2 separate regions of the Rattus norvegicus genome follow, and region 1 is linked to region 2. A link is a contact called in public Hi-C data. All regions are on one chromosome and are shown on one strand. Each heading gives the region's core, a stretch centred on a gene start, on an enhancer-like site or on the middle of the called end of the contact. The rest is flanking DNA. Distances are from core to core; before and after follow the strand shown.

Evidence for each region. A called contact is a pair of places that touch in the nucleus more often than the background predicts.
Region 1: a Hi-C map of liver shows a contact between it and region 2, with 3 times the contacts expected there. The contact joins the promoter of H2ac4 here to the promoter of Zfp184 in region 2. A contact is called at or near these places in 5 of 12 Hi-C or Micro-C datasets (frontal cortex, liver, mammary epithelial cells and 1 more) and 1 of 1 datasets of contacts at active chromatin or transcription factors (oligodendrocytes).

What each region holds. Positions count from the first base shown.
Region 1 is chr17:47,494,094-47,497,647 of GRCr8, forward strand. H2ac4 (H2A clustered histone 4) reads right to left here and starts at 2,034. Exons shown (of 1, transcript NM_001109423.2): 1 at 1,531-2,034. The coding sequence starts at 1,992. The coding sequence ends at 1,600. It overlaps H4cl3 (histone H4C like 3), which reads right to left and starts at 795. Exons shown (of 3, transcript XM_008771773.4): 1 at 413-795. The coding sequence starts at 741. It also overlaps the pseudogene H2bc12l-ps1.
Region 2 is chr17:47,297,619-47,301,351 of GRCr8, forward strand. It overlaps Zfp184 (zinc finger protein 184), which reads right to left and starts at 1,859. Exons shown (of 6, transcript NM_001427199.1): 1 at 1,772-1,859; 2 at 1,178-1,386; 3 at 25-92. The coding sequence starts at 1,184. Trnas-aga7 (transfer RNA serine (anticodon AGA) 7) reads left to right here and starts at 3,701; the gene lies at 3,701-3,733.

The DNA.
Region 1 (3,554 bases), core at 784-3,283, 200 kb after region 2:
CGGCTGCCATGCTAATTACAAAACACAATCCGTGGATTTAGGCAAAAAAACCTAGTGCATTTGGGGGATTAGGAGCAACTTTGAGGGTAGGCACCATTCTCTAAATACTTGAGAGATTGTGAAGAGTAGGAGTAGGCCTTAGTATCCTATTGGAATTTGCTGTATTTGTAATACCATGTGACCGGTTTTCTTTAGCAAAACTAAGAAAAACTTTGGTTACAAATTGGCTTTGTACCAAGGGAAGAACTCCAATTCGTGTAAAAGTAAAATAACTCTTTTGTGTACGTATAGGTGGCTCTGAAAAGAGCCTTTGGAAAAACACGAGACAACTTATGCTCTCTCCCCTCGAATGCGGCGGGCAAGCTGGATATCCTTGGGCATGATGGTCACACGCTTGGCGTGGATGGCGCACAGGTTGGTGTCCTCAAACAGACCCACAAGGTAGGCCTCACAGGCCTCCTGCAGGGCCATGACCGCCGAGCTCTGGAAACGCAGGTCAGTCTTGAAGTCCTGAGCGATTTCACGTACCAAGCGCTGGAATGGGAGCTTGCGGATCAGCAACTCGGTCGACTTTTGGTAGCGCCTGATCTCGCGCAGAGCCACGGTGCCAGGACGGTAGCGGTGGGGCTTCTTAACGCCGCCGGTGGCTGGAGCGCTCTTGCGGGCGGCCTTGGTAGCCAGTTGCTTGCGCGGGGCCTTGCCACCGGTGGACTTGCGAGCGGTCTGCTTAGTACGAGCCATAGTATGTCTTGACCTCCCAAAGGAAAGTGAAAGGAGAAAAGAAAAAGCTTCACGGCCACATTTATACAGGCGGCTGGATTCTGATTGGTCAAAATAGCTGCAGGAACAACATAATTGGCTGGTGAGTTCTTTTGTTTTCTGAGTCTGATGAGGGTTTGTGTTTAAGCAAGTGTGCAATTTCCTCATTGAAAAGGAAATCCCGCTGAATAATCGTGGAGATCAATGTATTGTTTATTAAAAGCACTTTTCCTACATTTTTTCCTGTTTTAGATTATATGGAAAGATGTGTAGTAAGATACCTACAAGATAGGTATTGACCCCTTGGGATTTGCAGAGCGAGGTGGGGAGGTCTAGTGGAAACGTTATTAGCTGTGATGGTAACCAAATGATTTAACACCCTTAGCTGATCTTGTACTTGTCAAATGGCAATAAGGACTTGTCAATCATGCACGTAAGCAGTATTAAGGTGAGAATTGTACAGTGATTAGTTGTTTTCTAGTGTGTGCTCTTCCAAGTGTAAAAGGAACACTTCTCGAGACAATTCGTTGTGTAGTCCTGTCTTGGGATTCACCCTGCAGAGTAGAGACCTCGAACTAAAGGGTGGGTCTGCTTTTGTGTACTACTGGGCCAGAGAATTCTTCCAGGAGCCCTAGGAACTACACAAAGAATATTTAGCTTATATGTATGGGGAAAAGAAACCCTTGATACAACCGAGGTAAAATTGTTTTCAAAAATTAATGACGGGGCAAAACACAAAAATTCCTACAATTCAACATTTTTGGCAGCGTCCAATTCTTTTTGGAGAAAGTGAGTGGCTCTGAAAAGAGCCTTTGGTGATAGTGCTTTGTATAAAGGGTCTCACTTTCCCTTAGCTTTGTGGTGGCTCTCGGTCTTCTTGGGCAGCAGCACCGCCTGGATGTTGGGCAGGACACCGCCCTGTGCGATGGTCACGCGGCCCAGCAGCTTGTTGAGCTCCTCGTCGTTGCGGATGGCCAGCTGCAGGTGGCGCGGGATGATACGCGTCTTCTTGTTGTCCCTCGCCGCGTTGCCCGCCAGCTCCAAGATCTCGGCCGTCAGGTACTCCAGCACGGCCGCCAGGTACACCGGGGCGCCGGCGCCCACCCGTTCCGAGTAGTTGCCCTTGCGGAGCAGACGGTGCACACGACCCACGGGGAACTGTAGGCCGGCCCGGGAGGAGCGGGTCTTGGCCTTGGCACGAGCCTTACCACCTTGTTTACCACGTCCAGTCATTGTAGAGAGCTGGAAGGTAGAATCCACTGAAGGATACTCAGTGAGAGATGACACAGCTATGCTTTGCCATTTATACTCAACGCAGGGCGTGAAAAAGTAGCAATTTCATTGGTTACATGGAACTATTCACCTAGACCAATAACACAGTTGGTTTGACAAACCCTTGCTATGATTGGGTATTTAGTGGATGACGATTGCTAGTTCGCGCTAACCAAAGCCACAAGTTTCTTTAAAATCAGCCTGTGCAGAGACAGTACAGTTGTTCGGTTCTATTTCCTTTTGGTTGGTTGTTTTTTTTCGCCATTCCTGAACCCGCGAAGTCCTCCCCCGGCCCGAAGAGAAGGGCTCCAAGAAGGCCGTGACCAAGGCGCTGAAGAAGGACGGCTAGAAGCGCAAGCGCAGCCCCAAGGAGAGCTACTCGGTGTACGTGTACAAGGTGCTTAAGCAAGTGCACCCGGACACTGGCATCTCTTCTAAGGCCATGGGCATTTATGAACTCGTTCGTGAACGACATCTTCGAGCCATCGCGGGCGAGGCGTCGCGCCTGCCTCATTACAACAAGCGCTCGACCATCACGTCCCGGGAGGTCCAGACGGCCGTGCGCCTGCTACTACTCGGGGAGCTGGCCAAGCAGGCGGTGTCCGAGGGCACCAAGGCCGTCACCAAGTAGACCAGCTACAAGTGAGCGCGGGCGCTCACAACAAACCCAAAGGCCACCCACAAATTTCCTAAGGGATAACTGCAGCACGTGTTATTTAAGGCAGTTCTTTAGCCTTGTAGGGTAACAAAGGAAGTGAGTTTGGAGGATCTGGGTCTTTGAGCAGCAGGAAGGAAAACTGCATTTTAATTCACCTGAGTTTGGAGTTGGAGGTGAATTAAAAGCGCCGGTTAGCTCCCAATATTTGTGGGGCTTCCATGCACCACCCAGGTAGTGCAACTCCACAATCCCGACAGCCCCAAAATTCATTTTTGATTCATGATGTTAATGTTCTCCGTTACCTCATCTACTTTGTCCAGTAAGTCATGTTTTGTAGATGACCGCAGTGCCCCTGCATGAAGACTTCCAGCGTGCAATTAAAACAGGACAGGTGAGGGATATCTAAGGATTAGCCTAATTTTGCAGTGTTCTGAAATGTGCCGCTCTTTTCTGCCATCTTGTGGCAACAACAGAATCACAAACCCATGGCCTTGTTTTTTTTAAATCCAGTCTAGAAATGCTTCATTATCCTGTGACCAGTGAGTTTCAATAGTGTTAGTGTTTTTTTTTTTTCCTGGTAACGTTATAAGAGTTACATTAACTTCTCAAGAGTCACCGGACCATGACTGAAGGAGCCGAGGCAAGACAGATGAGACCTGTGAACATAGAGGGAGAGTCTAGTCAGAAAACTACACAAAATCAAATTAAGACATTATAAAATAATTGAAAATATTAGAGACATGATTTATAGTTTTCGATTTCTGTCAATAATTTCTTCTTTGACATTTTCCAGTGTTTCATCATACCCAAATGTATTATTAAAACATTAGAGTGACAGGGTTGCATAGGAAACATAACATAGGCA
Region 2 (3,733 bases), core at 609-3,108:
GCACTTGGGAAAATCTCAACTTACCAGAAAACTAGATGGTGGGAGTAGAAGATGTCCCTCATGGAGACTGGCAGAGTCTGCAAAGGACAGACCTGAGGAAAAAGAGGCCACGCTGAATAGAACCAGATCTGCTGCTGCCAGCAATCCAGAAAAAGGTTTTACTTTTTTCCCTGGAAATAACAACTATGTCTCTCCCCTTCCTTTATATGTCAGAATCCCCGACTCACCCCCACCCCCAAAAGTTTCAACTGAGGCCTCTACCATCCTGAGCCTTCTCAGGAGAAAAGAAAAAACAAACAAGCAAGCAAACAACAAAACTAAAACACTGCCTTAATATTCAGCTTTTCTCTTGACACCTAACTATTCATATGGCTCATAAAGAGAAATGTGAGGTCCTCATTAATGAAGCAAGACATTCCTGCTGACTCTTCTCTGCTGCACATAAAACATGAGTAAACATATTGCATGCCTTTAATCCCAGCACTAAGGAAGAAAAAACTTGTGGGTCTCTGAGTTTATTTAGTGACACACTCACATACCTAATGAGAGTAAAGACATGCAAGCAAACACTGATACACATAAAATCTAAAAAAAAAAAAAAAAATTTGATGAGGGGAAAAATAGTAATAGATCATACTGTTAGGAATTTTTAAAAGGACATTTAAAGAACTATGCTTAGTTTTAGGCACTGCAATGTAAGAAATATGCTAACTAGGAAAAGACTGCTCAAAGAAATCCAGCGATCTTATATGGACCTATCATACATAGGCTACTTGACAGGGAACAGGCACTTTTAGTAAAAGGAACTAAAAAACAAGGAAACATTTGCACCCAAAATGGTGAGTTTAAGGCCACACACACTTGCACTGGCACAAGCTTGAAAATTGCTATCTGCAAAATATTTCGAAACTAATCTTTGCATTAAAAAATTAGAACACTTTTTTTACTATAGTTTTTTATTCGAAAATGTAATAAAAGAGAAATGTCAAGAGGATCAGATATTCTGAACTGTTTTTCCTTTTCAAATTCTCACGTCCAGAACTCAGAATTAATTCTTCCAAGTCTCTTTCGATGGTGTAATTAGGTTTCTTTACTTTACCCCTAGCCACATTACTTCCTCTTCCCACCTTTCAGTTCGCCCTACACCAGTCCTCTCTGCCCTGGTAATTCCCATTACCTGCCATCCCAGGAGCGCTATGTTTTCCGCTAGAACTTGGGACACGTGGATACCTAGGCAGCTTCAGTTTGGGGCTCGGATGTCCAGCTCTCCTTCCAGAGTGGTATCTTAATCTCTCCGAGATTGGCCTACCAGATACAGGATGCACTCACTTTACAGCACACGTCTTACAGTCGCACCTCAGACTCCTACAGAGTAGTCAGGAGGTCCTGTCCAAGAACGGAAAGTACAGGATTGGGAGGGTTACTACAAGAAACAAAAAGTGTGTAGGAAGCGAGCAGCTCTACCTTGCTGCAGCTGAAACTGGGCGCCTACCTAGAGTCTGGCCACCCGCCCTCCACAGGGTCTGCGATCTCCTACTTCCCCTGGCGACCAGACGCACCAGTTGCGGGGCACACCAGAAAGGCGGGCTACCCCGCATTCAGCTAGCCCGGCCCAGAACAAAGGAACAAAGCCTTGGGGAACCCGCGGCAACGCCGACGGGAGGCGCGCCCCCTTCTCCGACTCCCTGGCTTCCTCCCGCGCAGGCCGCATTACGAGATCCCGCAAGGTGACGTCACACTCCCAAGGCGCTGGCGGTTGCCATGGTGATACCTGGACTCCAGTCTAATGACGCACTCCCAAGGATCCTGGTTCCCCAAAACTCTCGTAATGGGTTTACACGGTGGATCTAGCCAAACACCCACCCCTTTCCACGCCCACAATCGACTTAGCGGTCACTTCCGGTCGGGTAGACCCTTTCCCTTCTTTTCCCTCCTTCTCCTCAATACACACGCACGCCTCACCGGGGAGCACAAAGGACCACAATTCCCAGAATGCAGCGCGCAGTGCTTCTGAATTACTTTCCCCAAGTTTCTACTAATGCTATAGTTCCTCCTGGTGGCTCGGGAGTTTGCACCTGCCTACCGTTTGTGTCTGGTAGTTTGGATTGTGAGCAGAGGGAGTCATATACAGCGTTTGTGACCTATATTCACACACCCGCAGGATTTTGCGCGGAGATCTTGGGGCAGAGTCTCATCTCCTCAGGCTGATCTTGAACTTGCTATGTACATGTTCCTGATCCACCTTCACCTCCGAAGGATCTGGCCTCCCACACTGAGGATTTCAAAACGCAAGCATACATTTCACCGTTCAACCTTACTTTTTATTACCTGATCTGCATTCTCTTTTATATGTTATTTGTCGTTTTGAAAATATTTGTCGTTTTCATGTCTTCGAAAAACGACTCAACATTTTTTTAATGCTAAAGAAACTGGGAGGAGGTGGTGGTACAGTATTTTACGTTTTAGCAGTGCTCTCTGCAGTTTTCTTTGCGTAGCGCTTAAAGCAAATCCATCGGTGCCCTTGACGTACACAAAAGACTACAACAAATAGGCTTTTTGCTTCAAAGGTGGGGCTCACTCAACTAAGGGCTTCTGTTCCTCCCCGGTTATTTACAGACGTGCTAAAGTGGCTCCCCTCCTTAACTGAAAGCATCAGACCTAGAAATGATAATGCTATACATGAAAAAGTCAAGGAAAGGGAATTATACTTAGAGAAATGCTTGCAATAAGACATTAGATAAAAAGAGAATGCAAACAGCAGTCATGTGTTTTAGTTTTTAAAAAAGACTTGTTTTATGTGTCTGTGTTTGGGCACATATGTGAAAGGGCATGTTTCCGTGTCCAGAAAAGGATGCGGGAACCCTTGGATCTAGAGTCATAGATGCAATATGTATATTACTGAGTGAAATGAGTCAATCTGAAAAAGGCTGCATACTGTACAATTTCATCTATATAGCACTGGGAGGGAGTAGTAAAGAACAAGTAAAAACCACCTACTGCTAGGGATTTGGAGGGTACTTTGAACAAAGGGGACTTTGGGGACAGTGAAATATATAAATATGTCAGATCCCGAAGAATGTACAGCACTGAGCAAGCCCTAGTGTGAACTATATGGTATTAATAATAACTTACCATTTCTGGCTTATCGTGATAACAAGTTGCCGTGGGAATACGAGAAGTTAACAATAGCGGAATTGGAAAAAGAGGAGAGATGGAGTATACTGAAACTATTTTTCACTGATTTTTTCCCCGATAAATCTAAACTTGTCCTCCTCTCCCCAAGTCTTTTAATTTAGAAATATGTGAGTGTATTTCTAAATAGGTAGTTTATTACGGTCAGAAATGAATAACAGATAAGTAGAAGCTAAGGGAATGACGATCCTTTTGATAAGGTAGCAGGCATTTGGTTAACTGCGGTATACTGTTGGGTGGGAAATAGAATTTGTTATGCAATGAGCTTAAATATTTACCTAAGAATACCAAGTGAGACAGTTAAGAGACCCAATTCTGCCTCAGATCACTGTTTATCATTCTTTAATGCAATTAATATTATTTGTTTTGTGCTAGGCTTGTCTTTACTGAAAACATACTTTTAATGTTTTCTGTAAATCTGTAAATGTTTCCTTACAAATCTGGCAACCCATTACTTTTTCTTTGACTCTTTCAGCTACTGGAATTTCAAGAGAAGAAACCTAGTTGTGTAGTCGTGGCCGAGTGGTTAAGGCGATGGACT